Linked DNA regions of Mus musculus: region 2 is linked to region 1. Evidence: chromatin contacts called from public promoter capture Hi-C data. All regions are on one chromosome and are shown on one strand. Each heading gives the region's core, a stretch centred on a gene start, on an enhancer-like site or on the middle of the called end of the contact. The rest is flanking DNA. Distances are from core to core; before and after follow the strand shown.

Region 1 (5,615 bases), core at 1,152-3,651:
CTCCCATATACATGTTCTTGCTTATAGTGTTTATGTCTATATATTGTTGGGGTGAGTGTGAATATAGACTAGAAAGCTAGGAAGGAAACCATTGGAATGATGCTAGAGAATAAAAGGTAGACAGACTTAGCAAACACAGAAGTAGATGCTCACAGTCAGCTATTGGATGGATCACAGGGCCCCCAATGGAGGAGCTAGAGAAAGTACCCAAGGAGCTAAAGGGAACTGCAACCCTATAGGTGGAACAACAATATGAACTACCCAGTACCCCCCAGAGCTCGTATCTCTAGCTGCATATGTATCAGAAGATGGCCTAGTCGGCCATCAGTGGAAAGAGAGGCCCATTGGTTGTGCAAACTTTATCTGCCTCAGTACAGGGGAACACCAGGGCCAAGAAGTGGGAGTGGGTGGGTGGGGGAGTGGGTGGGGAGCATGTGGGGGACTTTTGGGATAGCATTGGAAATGTAAATGAAATAAATACCTAATTAAAAAGAACAAAATTTTTTAAAAGGTAGGCAGATATTACACATGTGACATAAAAGCTGGAAAGAAGGGTGGGTAGAAGAGGAGGACGGATAATCAACAAAAACTATGTTTTTCAAAAATACTATAATGAAACCTAGTACTGTGTATGCTAATTTTTTAAATGTTTAAATAAAAGTCGGGGGGAAATACATCGTGGTTGCCTCAGTCTATGAGAAATGATGCCAGGATGACCATATTTGGGAGACTAATGGTCTTAAGGATCTCTCTCTCTCTCTCTCTCTCTCTCTCTCTCTCTCTCTCTGTGTGTGTGTGTGTGTGTGTGTGTGTGTGTGTAGACAGGGGGAGGAAGAGGGAGGGTAGGAGGGAGAGAGAGAGAGACCATATCAATGTGCACACTTTAAACTTGTACATTGTTACTTTAATAACGTTAAATAACTTGTCAATTATAATTTAATAAGATTATTTATAAATGGGGAGAAAGTCAGCTACTTATCATGCTAAGAATCCCTAACGAGATAGCAAGAAGAATCCATCTGTAAGAGACTGTGCGCCCATTTTTAAATTGGTTATCTAAATTTACTTATCCTCAAATGAAGAGAAAGTGGAAAAAACACTGGCCAGCAGTGAGCAGTTATGTAGGACAATCTTACGTCCACATGTCCAGGATGGTTCCAATTTACAACCATTGCCTGTTCTCCTTATTAAATGTCCTTTCACTCTCAAAAGTGTCCTAACTTGCAAATAGCCCCATTATGTGCTCATGCTCATTGCACGCTCAGCCAACCTACGATGATGTGTTTTCTTCCCCTTAGTTACTGCAGAGAAAAACAACAAACAAACAAACTGAAAATCACCGAAGGCAAGACAACAAACATCCAGGGAAGCTCGTCAGCCAAGCCGAATCAGCTTTCAAACTAAGAACACAACAAATGAAGCAAAATATACCTGACTTTCCACTGGGAACTCCAAGTATGAGCAACTTCCGTTTCATATTCAATGTCTACAAGGTGACCTCTGGGAACACACAGCTTCAAGAGCGGCAGGAACAGACCCAGTTGTGAAGCAGACCACTGTGACAAGGCCAGGGGCAGGGCTAGCTTCCTCTAATAACATTATTTTTTTTTAGATTTATTTATTTATTTTATGTATATGAGTGCACTGTAGCTGTCTTGAGACACACCAGAAGAGGGCATTGTATCCCATTACAGATGGTTGTGAGCCACCACGTGGTTGCTGGGAATTGAACTCAGGACCTCTGGAAGAGCATTCAGTTCTCTTAACTGCTGAGCCCTCTCTCCAGCACCCATGACATTATTTCTTTAGTGTCGATAAAGTCTTTAGGACAAGAACATAAATTTAGTCCAAGAACTGTGAGAGTCCTGCTTTCTATTTTCTTTAACGTACTGATAAATTATGTATTTATGTTTGGTTTTGTTTGCGTGACATTGGGGGTTGCAATATTAGGCACAATGCAAATATTTGTTAAATAAGAAAATGTATTGTCATTCAATTATCCTAATTTCTCCTTGTACAAAATTAACAGCGTTGGCCATAGACTACTGCTATTAGAATGTCAGTTGTTTCTGGGATGAGACCTCGTTCCTGGATTCCTGTTCAAATGCAGTGAGAGATGGAGTTAGCCATCTGTTTTATACTAGAGGTCTTTGATTTTGAAGGAAATTAATGTTGGGAAGAGAAGTAAATTGAGTTCTAAATGCACACACACACACACACACACACACACACACACACCAGTGTTTTTAATATGGAATGGGCGGGGGGGGGGGTCATAGGAAATGCAATTCCAAGACCCCATGCTTTTATCTCTAAATAGACGTTCAAAACCCTTACCAGCTGAGGGCCGGGATCAGCTAGGCTCTGCCCTTTAGGAAGGAACTCCTTTGACCTTCATTTGTTTTCGCTTTGCTCTCATTTATTCCTCAACAGCCAGAAAGGAACCTCAGGCCACAGGTGTGTAGAGCACGTGCTTCTAATCTACCCTGCTGACTTTCAAGATCTGTCTAACAAAACCATTAAAGTGGTCTTTCTGTCTAGTTCTGTTAACTAAAAAGTTCACAGTCCCTCCTTAGAGCTCCATTTTTCAGTTGACTAAATTAGATAGAGATGGCAAAGTCAAAGGCAGCGGATGCAAAGCTCATAACTGCTCCGCGTGTAATAGCTTCTGCTGTGTATAGAATAGACTTATATGCTAAGGGATAAGCTTAAATGCCGTAAATCAGTTGGGTGGACTTCTCCCTCGAGTGTTAGTCATAGCAATGAAAAAAACACGGAACTCTAATACGACAGAGCAACCAACGCAGCTCCTTCATGTAGTTTATTTCACTTAATTTAGGCATATGAATAAGCACTTGTTTAAATATTATTATTGGCAGCTCTATAAGACAGAATACATATGAACAATGCAGCAAAGCAAAGAAAATATCTATAATAGAGGAAGCCCGGTCACGCCCTAAAGTGCACAAGCCACGCCCACCAAGAGCACAAGCCATGCTCTATCTTTTTTTTTTCTCCTCTTTTTTTTTTAATTAGGTATTTTCCTCGTTTACATTTTCAATGCTATCCCAAAGGTCCCCCATACCCACCCACCCCCAATCCCCTACCCACCCACTCCCCCTTTTTGGCCCTGGCGTTCCCCTGCATTGGGGCATATAAAGTTTGCAAGTCCAATGGGCCTCTCTTTGCAGTGATGGCCGACTAGGCCATCTTTTGATGCATATGCAGCTAGAGACAAGAGCTCTGGGGTACTGGTTAGTTCATATTGTTGTTCCACCTATAGGGTTGCAGTTCCCTTTAGCTCCTTGGGTAATTTCTCTAGCTCCTCCATTGGGGGCCGTGTGACCCATCCAATAGCTGACTGTGATCATCCACTTCTGTGTTTGCTAGGCCCCGGCATAATCTCACAAGAGAGAGAGCTATATCTGGGTCCTTTCAGCAAAATCTTGCTAGTGTACGCAATGGTGTCAGCATTTGGAAGCTGATTATGGGATGGATCCCTGCATATGGCAATCACAAGATGTGCCCTAAAGTGCACAAGCCATGCCCACCACGAGCACAAGCCATGCTCTATCTTTCTACTCCCGGGATAATTGCACAGAAATGGAGATTTATTGGACATGGTTTCAATCTCAAACATCCACTAGACATGTCAAGAGCAAACTGATAAATGTGAGCCACGCTTGCTTAGAGTCCTGGCGCACTACTGAGCAGAACTGTATTTGCGCCCCATTGTTTCCAAGTAACCAATTCCTAGACACATTTAAACTCTGGTGTTCACAGAAATAAGAAATTGTGTGTTCTCTATTCACTAAATGACGCATTTTTCTCATTGTTCTATTTTGATTTCCGTGTTAGATCAGGACAGTATTTATGGTCTAAGAAAATTAAGGTGAATAAAAGGTCAGCCTACAGTTAAATGTGGTGGTGGAAAATATTATGGCAGGTACAGTTCGTGGAGTGTGTTGCAATCGCTCCTTAAAACTCTGGAAAACTCATGCTGAAAAACTTTATAGAAATTAAGGCACTTATTAGCAAGGCCTGTTGACAGAGACAAGTGGGTGGAAATAAACCATTCCCCTAAAATACCATGGGTTCTCCTCCTGCTGCAGTCGCCTGCCATCTAGTGGACGTGTTACAATCTAGCCAGGTGTTGCTTTATTTGAAATCAACCGAACTGGTTGAATAATCCAGTGTTGCCTTTGAATAAGAACAGAGGGGTGTGTTCTAGTTGGCACACCCCCAGAATGAAGCCCATCTTGTTTACAAGGAGTCCTGAACAGTCTGTTCTCAGTTGCTTCTTTCTCTGTTACTGTGACAAAACACTGACCAAAATCAACTTCGAAGGAGGAATGATTTGTTTCATCTTATAGCTACCAGGTCACAACCCATCGCTGAGGGAAGTCAGGGAAGGAGCTCAAGGCAGAACTAGCAGCAGGAACTGATGCAGAGACCGTGGAGTGACACTGTTTTCAGACTTGCTTCCTAGGCAGCCACCTGAGGTATACAACCCAGGACTATCTGGCCAGGGTGGCACCACCTACGGTAAATGAGGCTGACACACATGCCCATAGACCAATCTGCTGGAGGCAATTCCTCAAATGAGATTTCCTCTTCCCAAGTGTCTCTCGTTTGTCACATCTACAAAACTAACCAGCCCATTCCTTACAGAGGCTTTTGAAAAACATATCGTTTTTGTACTTAAATTCACTCAAAACCAAGTCTCATTTTAAATGTGAGTCTAAGTAAGTAAAAGAGAATTATTTAAAAATCATTCTGTTTATGTTTCTCCTGTACCAATTCAATATTTTTTTTTCTTGAGACAGGGTTTCTCTGTGTAGCCCTGGCTGCTCTGGAACTCACTCTGTAGACCAGGCTGGCCTCAAACTCAGAATCTGCCTGCCTCTGCCTCCCAAGTGCTGGGATTAAAGGCATGCGCCACCACTTCCAGGCTCAATAAATTTTTACATATCATACTTTAATTGGAATATTTATGGACCCCCCAAAATCATTGAATAGACAATTACCTATTAACCAACTTTCAAGACAGATGTTAAAGGAATACAAAAATGTAAAAGACACACTCTTAGATTTTTATAATGTAGTCAGTCAGAAAGGAAAAAATCCAAATGAAGAGGTAGCTCCCTGTGTGGTCCAAAGGAAAGGTCTCTGCCTGGGGAATTGTCAGTGTTTGCAAGTGACACTTGGGCTGTGTTTGACAATAACCCCCAGCCCTAAAATCAATGAACAGGTATTTTCCAGGTGGAATAATTATTATCTCAATATGAAGGAGAGGGAGAGATGAATGTAGGATGAGAAGACTCGCAGGAGTGGCACAGGTAAGCTTGGACCATGGAGTAGGCTAACTGGGTTGGGGGGGTGGGGGTGTCAGCTGAGTGGGATCTGCAACACCAGGAAGGTCTTCATGAAAGTGTTCATCACATTGTCAATGCCATCTCAGCACACATGCTCACCTTGTTTGCCCCGTGTTAAGCAACTATTGGCAGACTGTGCATGGAAACAAATGCTGCTTGTAACTGAATTCCAAGAGCACTCCTGTAAGCTTTGCTCAAGAGTGAGCTGAGTTAATGAGTCTCACTCTTCCCAGCAGGTAG
Region 2 (5,615 bases), core at 2,095-4,594, 980 kb before region 1:
ATATTGGAGGTGGAATGGCTGCAGGTGGTTGTACTGAGACTCTACTGGGCTATATATACTCCTTGCCCAATGAGTTAGTCTTACTCTTACTCTATTACGAATTAATGTAGAAACCCCTGTCTCTTCAGCTGCAGGTTTTTCAAGGTACCGTGTGTCCACTTGCATAGATCCCCTGATTCATCTGTGTCCTGCTGCTGCTTAAGTTCAACCAACCTTCCTTCCTTCCTTCCTTCCTTCCTTCCTTCCTTCCTTCCTTCCTTCCTTCCTTCCTTGGGGTATTACAAAATCTTTTGACTCTGGCCCTAGTAACTTGAGTCTTGCATTCTTTTCTTACAACTACTGTTATCTTAAAATGGAATCTGTACTGTAAGCCTGCACTCCTTAAATCTTTGAATGGCCCTAAAGCACTTTCAAAGTGATACTTATGTTTGTCATGGCTACCAGCCTTCTGTGAACTCCTCCTCCTCTCGTCTTCAGCCATGCTATTCGTCTGTTCCCCTCTCTCTACGTAAGTATGCTCTGCCATCTGCTGAGAGTTTTCTTCCGTTGGCCTGGTGCATTCAACAGTAATAGCTAATGAAGTTTCAACATAGAAACCACAACCACAACGATTTCTGGTAGAGAAATATTAAGAAATGATCAACCCTCAATCCATCTGTGATACGCAATAAAGGGAAATAATAATCTGGAAGTGAGGCCACTAGACATTCTAGTTTTCAGACACATTCCTTCATTAAACTTGGACTTATAAAATGAATAAGCCTAGCAACTTCAACTTTTAAAATTTGGAGTTAAATCTCATGTCAGCAGTTCTTCCAAAGAACTATTTTGTAATAAAGAACAAGAACAACAACAACAACCAAAAACAAAGCAAACAACCCCAAACTGATGTTTTGGAAAGGAGCCCATTTTGAAAGTTAGTTTATGTCATTGGATAAATTCGGAGACCTGGTAGTAAATTTCTAGTGAATTTAGGATTAATCAATAAAGTCTGATCGATTGAGGCAAATTTAAGCCAAATTTTTCTGTCCAAGTAATGGCAGTTAAGAATGCAGAAACAAGTTAGTGAAGAGCCCTGGGACGGACAGAGTTGTGGAATGAAGCCAACACATTAGATGATTTGTTCTTGTTCATTTGCTTTTATGTTCAATGGATTTTTATGTGTGTAGACAGAGTCCTTTTTTTTTCTAACAAGCATTTTTTTTTAAAATCTGGATGATGGGAAACAACAGTGACAGAAGATGAAGATCGAAACAAATTAAGACTTTTGCAGAAATAAAATCACAAGATGTTGCTGGCTTGGCCTGCAGTGGTGATGTTACAGATCATAAATGGTCAGATAAGATTCTGAAGTTGTACAGATAGAATTTGATTGTAGGGTTTGGTAGAAAAATGTTAATGTTTGGGGGAAATTGCAGAGACTTTAAGAGATTAAAAAATGAAAGTATAAATAGTTTAGTATGAATTAGGGAAAGGTATGTTGAAATTTTGGTGTTGGTAGGATGAGGAGTCAAGCAGAAACTAAGGATCAACGTGCAAGAGGACTCTTAGGAGAGTGGTGTGTGGAAACCTCCTTAAAAGGCTCGCATTCCACACTCATGTTGCTCCCTTTGCCTTGATAGTTTATTTCCAAATTAAAATGTACTCTGGGGGAATGAGCACCTGTGATATCCGTGGCTGATAATGCAGAAGCTTGCCTAAGAAGTGATTTTGGAAAAGACTAACACAAAAGGAGGGGCACACAAGTTGCAGAAGTCTGCTTTTATTCTGGAGAGAATGGGATAGAAACACTGTTTTGTTTCATATGTGTCCTTTCCTTTTTAAAATGGAATGTGTCTGTAGATGGAGTGGTCCAGTAAAGAGAAAATTGTACTGCCCTAAGTGACAACGCTGTTATAGGTAGTTTTAATGTAAACTCTTGGTTCTTCTTGGACAGTCACTATTCCTAGGAATGTCAAACAGTATGCACTTAGTGTTGGTTAGTAGGCCTATTTTTTTCTAAGATTTACTTATTATTATATGTAAGTAGCTGACTTCAGACACACCAGAAGAGGTAATCAGATCTCATTATGGGTGGTTGTGAGCCACCATGTGGTTGCTGGGATTTGAACTTAGGACCTTCAGAAGAGCAGTCAGCGCTCTTACCCGTTGAGCCATCTCACCAGCCCCCCTAGTAGGCCCATTTTTATTAGTGTTAGGGGAATGGTAAGTATACAGTCGGTTCTGGGAAAACTTATATCCTGTGGTGAAACAGCGACAGCAGCACAAACTTTAACGAATTCCAATTACAGACAATAAATGTAAAAAACAAAACAAAAAAAAAAAAAAAACAAAACTCCCCATCCCCAGCTGTTGGTAATTATGCTCGATGGTACATTGAATAATTAAGAGGTGGTAGAAAAAAAGTCAGTTATAATGGGTGTTTATAAACTTGGTAAGGAAGAAAATTTAGACTGTGTTGGGGGTACAGTAGGTTATGAAGAAAAAAGTACCCCAAGATTTGAAGGAATTAAGCATTACCAGTTTTTATTCACGCAACACTGTGGAACCCGTTTATCATTAGCTTTTACCTGAAATGGCAATGAAGTCGTTTCTGAGTTTGCAAAAGGGTGGAAAGACATTTGTATTGTTGAGTAGATTATTTTTACTTGTACATTAGTGTGCAGAAGAATAAAGGCAGTTGTAAGGAGGAATAGTTATGCAAGACTGATGCAAAATGCTAACAGCCTATCTGTAAAATACGCGCACTTCTGACAGCTCCATCCAGGAGTGAAATGTGCTGCGGATCTGAGAAAGCACGACACAGTCGATATTTGTGTTGAACGTGGATTTAAAAATGTATTCCCCTCTTTTCAGCGTTTTCCCAGACTCAATAACGAAGTCAGCCAGTTCCAGTCTGGGGACACAGGAAGAGCTTCCAGCACAAGGAGTTTAGCAGAAGATCCACAGGTTGGCATACCTGTGGATGCCAACATCGGTCGTTCCTATATGATCTCAGCACAAAGACTAACGCCTCCCACTTTCATCTGTGGAAGACAAACCCTAAAACTGGACTCTATCCGTATTAAGAGGAGCTTTTGAATATTTAAGCTTGTACGACGTAGCTTTGACATCCATTGTTCCTTCAGACTGTAAACAATGGCTCAAAGCCTTCTCACAAGACAAGCTACTTTCCGGGTAGTCTGGTTGTCCACTGACTTCACCAGAGCGTATGAAGAGGGCTGCAAGACTTCACGCCTCTCCATTGCGGGTGGCGTTTGCTTTCCATTGTGATTCTGGGTCCGGCGGCAGGCGCGGCAGGGCGGAGCCAAGTGGTAAGGATAGCTTCGGAGGTCCGGAGGCTAGACGGGCCGCTGCGAGAAGTCGCTCTGGCTCGCCTTCCGCTCTCTATGGTCGGGAGCGCGAGCCCCTCCTCTTCCCGGAACGAGCCCTCTTGCTCGACGCGCGCGCAGCGCTAGGAGGGAGTTCCGTTTCCGGTCTGGTGGCTTTCGATTTTTGGCGTTCAGTAGTCGCGGTTGGTGGGTAACAACCGAGCCAAGATGTTGCGGAATCTGCTGGTAGGTAGCTTTGGGGGTTTGGCTGGTACTGGAGTGTCGGGGCGGAGGGTCAGGCATCCTGACAGAAAGGCGTGCTGGAAATGTGGCAGAAGACAGCAGCCGGAGTCACCTTGGCCGCGCGTCCTTTTCCCTGACCTTCCGTCCACTCGCCCCTGGCTGTTTCTGGGTAGTCGTAGAGGGAAGAGCAGGATCGCATTTGGTTCTTGGTCACTACAGCTTACCGTTGCTTATGGCTATGACTGTAGCTCTGACGTAGGCTCCAGTGGGGGGATCTTGGACACCTGGAAAACCTAGGTGGAAGGTGGCTTTTTGTTGTCATTTTGTTTTGTATCATAGTGAAAAGATAAAATTTTACCTGATTCAAAGAAGTAAGCCAAAGAACTAAATTGTACAGTTTTAGTTGGGATTTAATGGGTTTCATGATTGAAGTGTAATGACGATTCAGAATTACCTTTAACACTTGGTGAATATTTCTCCAAAATTTAAAAAGGTGTGTTTTGATTTTATTTTGTAATCGTTTAACACAATTAAGACTTAACACCAATTACATTTTTCTTAGATGTCCAGGAGTGTTCTAGCATGTGCCCTCCACTGCAAAGTAATTTTTCAGTGCCTTGGCTATCCTGGAACTAAATCTGTAGACTAGCATGGCCTCTGCCTCCCTAGTGCTGCGATTAAAGTCTTGAGCCTCCACTACCCTGCCAGGAATAGATTTTTGACATAGGCAAATATTAAATGAAAATGTTAGAACTTATAAGATGTCTATATCATTTATTTTTCTGTATATCAGCATGTTTTGTTCTATAAAATACTACTGATTAATTTCAGGCACAGGTTATATATAGGTCATGGTTTCTGAAGACTATGATATGTAACATGAAGCACAGAGCAGAGAATAGACAACATGTAGAAAATCTGGATGCTAGTCTTGGATAGTACTGACAAGTTCGATAATGCTTTAAATCTCAGCTTCCTTTCAGTGTGAAGGGTTGGAAGTTGCCTTTACAGGTTTCTTTGGACTCTTAGGTCTTGTTCGATGCATGTGAATTTTCTGTTTCAGGCCCTTCGTCAGATTGCCCAGAGGACCATCAGCACCACTTCACGAAGGCATTTTGAAAACAAGGTTCCAGAGAAACAAAAGCTGTTTCAGGTACTGAAGTGTTCTATGTGATTGTTAATTGTAACAGAGCTGGCACGGTAGAGTAAGTCCAGAGGATCTGCTTCTTAGAGGCTCTCAAGGTTTTTTTTTTTTTTTTTTTTTTTTTTTTATCGTAAGGAGGATTATTTGCTGTGTCTAAGAGGTGCTCAGGGAGGTGGGAAAAATGCAGAAGCCAGTGAATTGTGTGTGTGATTTGATGAATTGGTAATCTTTGGGGGAATAATTGCATAAACCATAAAAAAGAGTCCAGAAACAAAAAATAAGCAGGAATTGTTACAGGGTGTAGCATACCTGCAGGGAAGAGTACAGTAAATAATTTTAAGTGGGGAAGGCTTCTAAGGAAACATCAAAAGACACCCCCCCCCCCCAGGAGAACAACCAAGATCTAAAAATACACGCTTTATTGCTGAAGGAGAAGAAACAGATGTGCAGCTTAGGTATGGTTGTGTCACTGGTACTCAAAGAATTGCAGATTTGTAAGAAATGTATGATCTCACTATAGCTGTCAGGGCGCGAGATGAAGATTTCTGTGGAATGTGGCAGGCATTGCAGTTCTGACTGACACTTAGTTAGCCTTGTATTCTGCTCCTGCCCTAACTCCTGCATCCTAGCTAGTGGATTGGAAGCTGCAGAGGTTTGGAGAATGCCATTTCATGGGGACAGAATATGATTTCTCTGGCTATCGAGATGGAGGACCACTGCTGGCCCCATGCACTGGTGGAACAGAAGTTCTGCCATGTGCTCTTGCCTTCAAAGCTATGAAGCCCCTTTCTGGACACAAATTTTTTATATACCAGCTTGACCGTGTCAGTGTCACCAAGAGATGGTTGTGACCCTGTCATTATCTTTTCGGTTTTGTAGATTTAAGGCTATTCTGCCCTGACTTTAAATGTTCTTAG

What was found. Promoter capture Hi-C pulls out the DNA fragments that hold promoters and counts their contacts.
Region 2: a promoter capture Hi-C map of second pharyngeal arch cranial neural crest shows a contact between it and region 1. The contact joins the promoter of Cox7a2 here to the enhancer-like site in region 1. A contact is called at or near these places in 8 of 39 promoter capture datasets (the C10 cell line, the HPC-7 cell line, cranial neural crest and 5 more) and 14 of 115 datasets of contacts at active chromatin or transcription factors (acute myeloid leukemia, craniofacial prominence, embryonic basal ganglia and 9 more).

What each region holds. Positions count from the first base shown.
Region 1 is chr9:78,774,132-78,779,746 of GRCm38.p6, reverse strand. No RefSeq gene overlaps it. Among named protein-coding and RNA genes, the nearest start is that of Gm39376, 8.7 kb to the left of the region's middle. Within about 2 kb of position 2,401, at least 1 of the 459 cell types and tissues checked has an H3K27ac peak or open chromatin away from gene starts, as enhancers often do. A contact at or near this core is called in second pharyngeal arch cranial neural crest, where this site is marked.
Region 2 is chr9:79,757,582-79,763,196 of GRCm38.p6, reverse strand. Cox7a2 (cytochrome c oxidase subunit 7A2) reads left to right here and starts at 3,344. Exons shown (of 4, transcript NM_009945.3): 1 at 3,344-3,557; 2 at 4,618-4,707. The coding sequence starts at 3,540. It also overlaps the pseudogene Gm51685.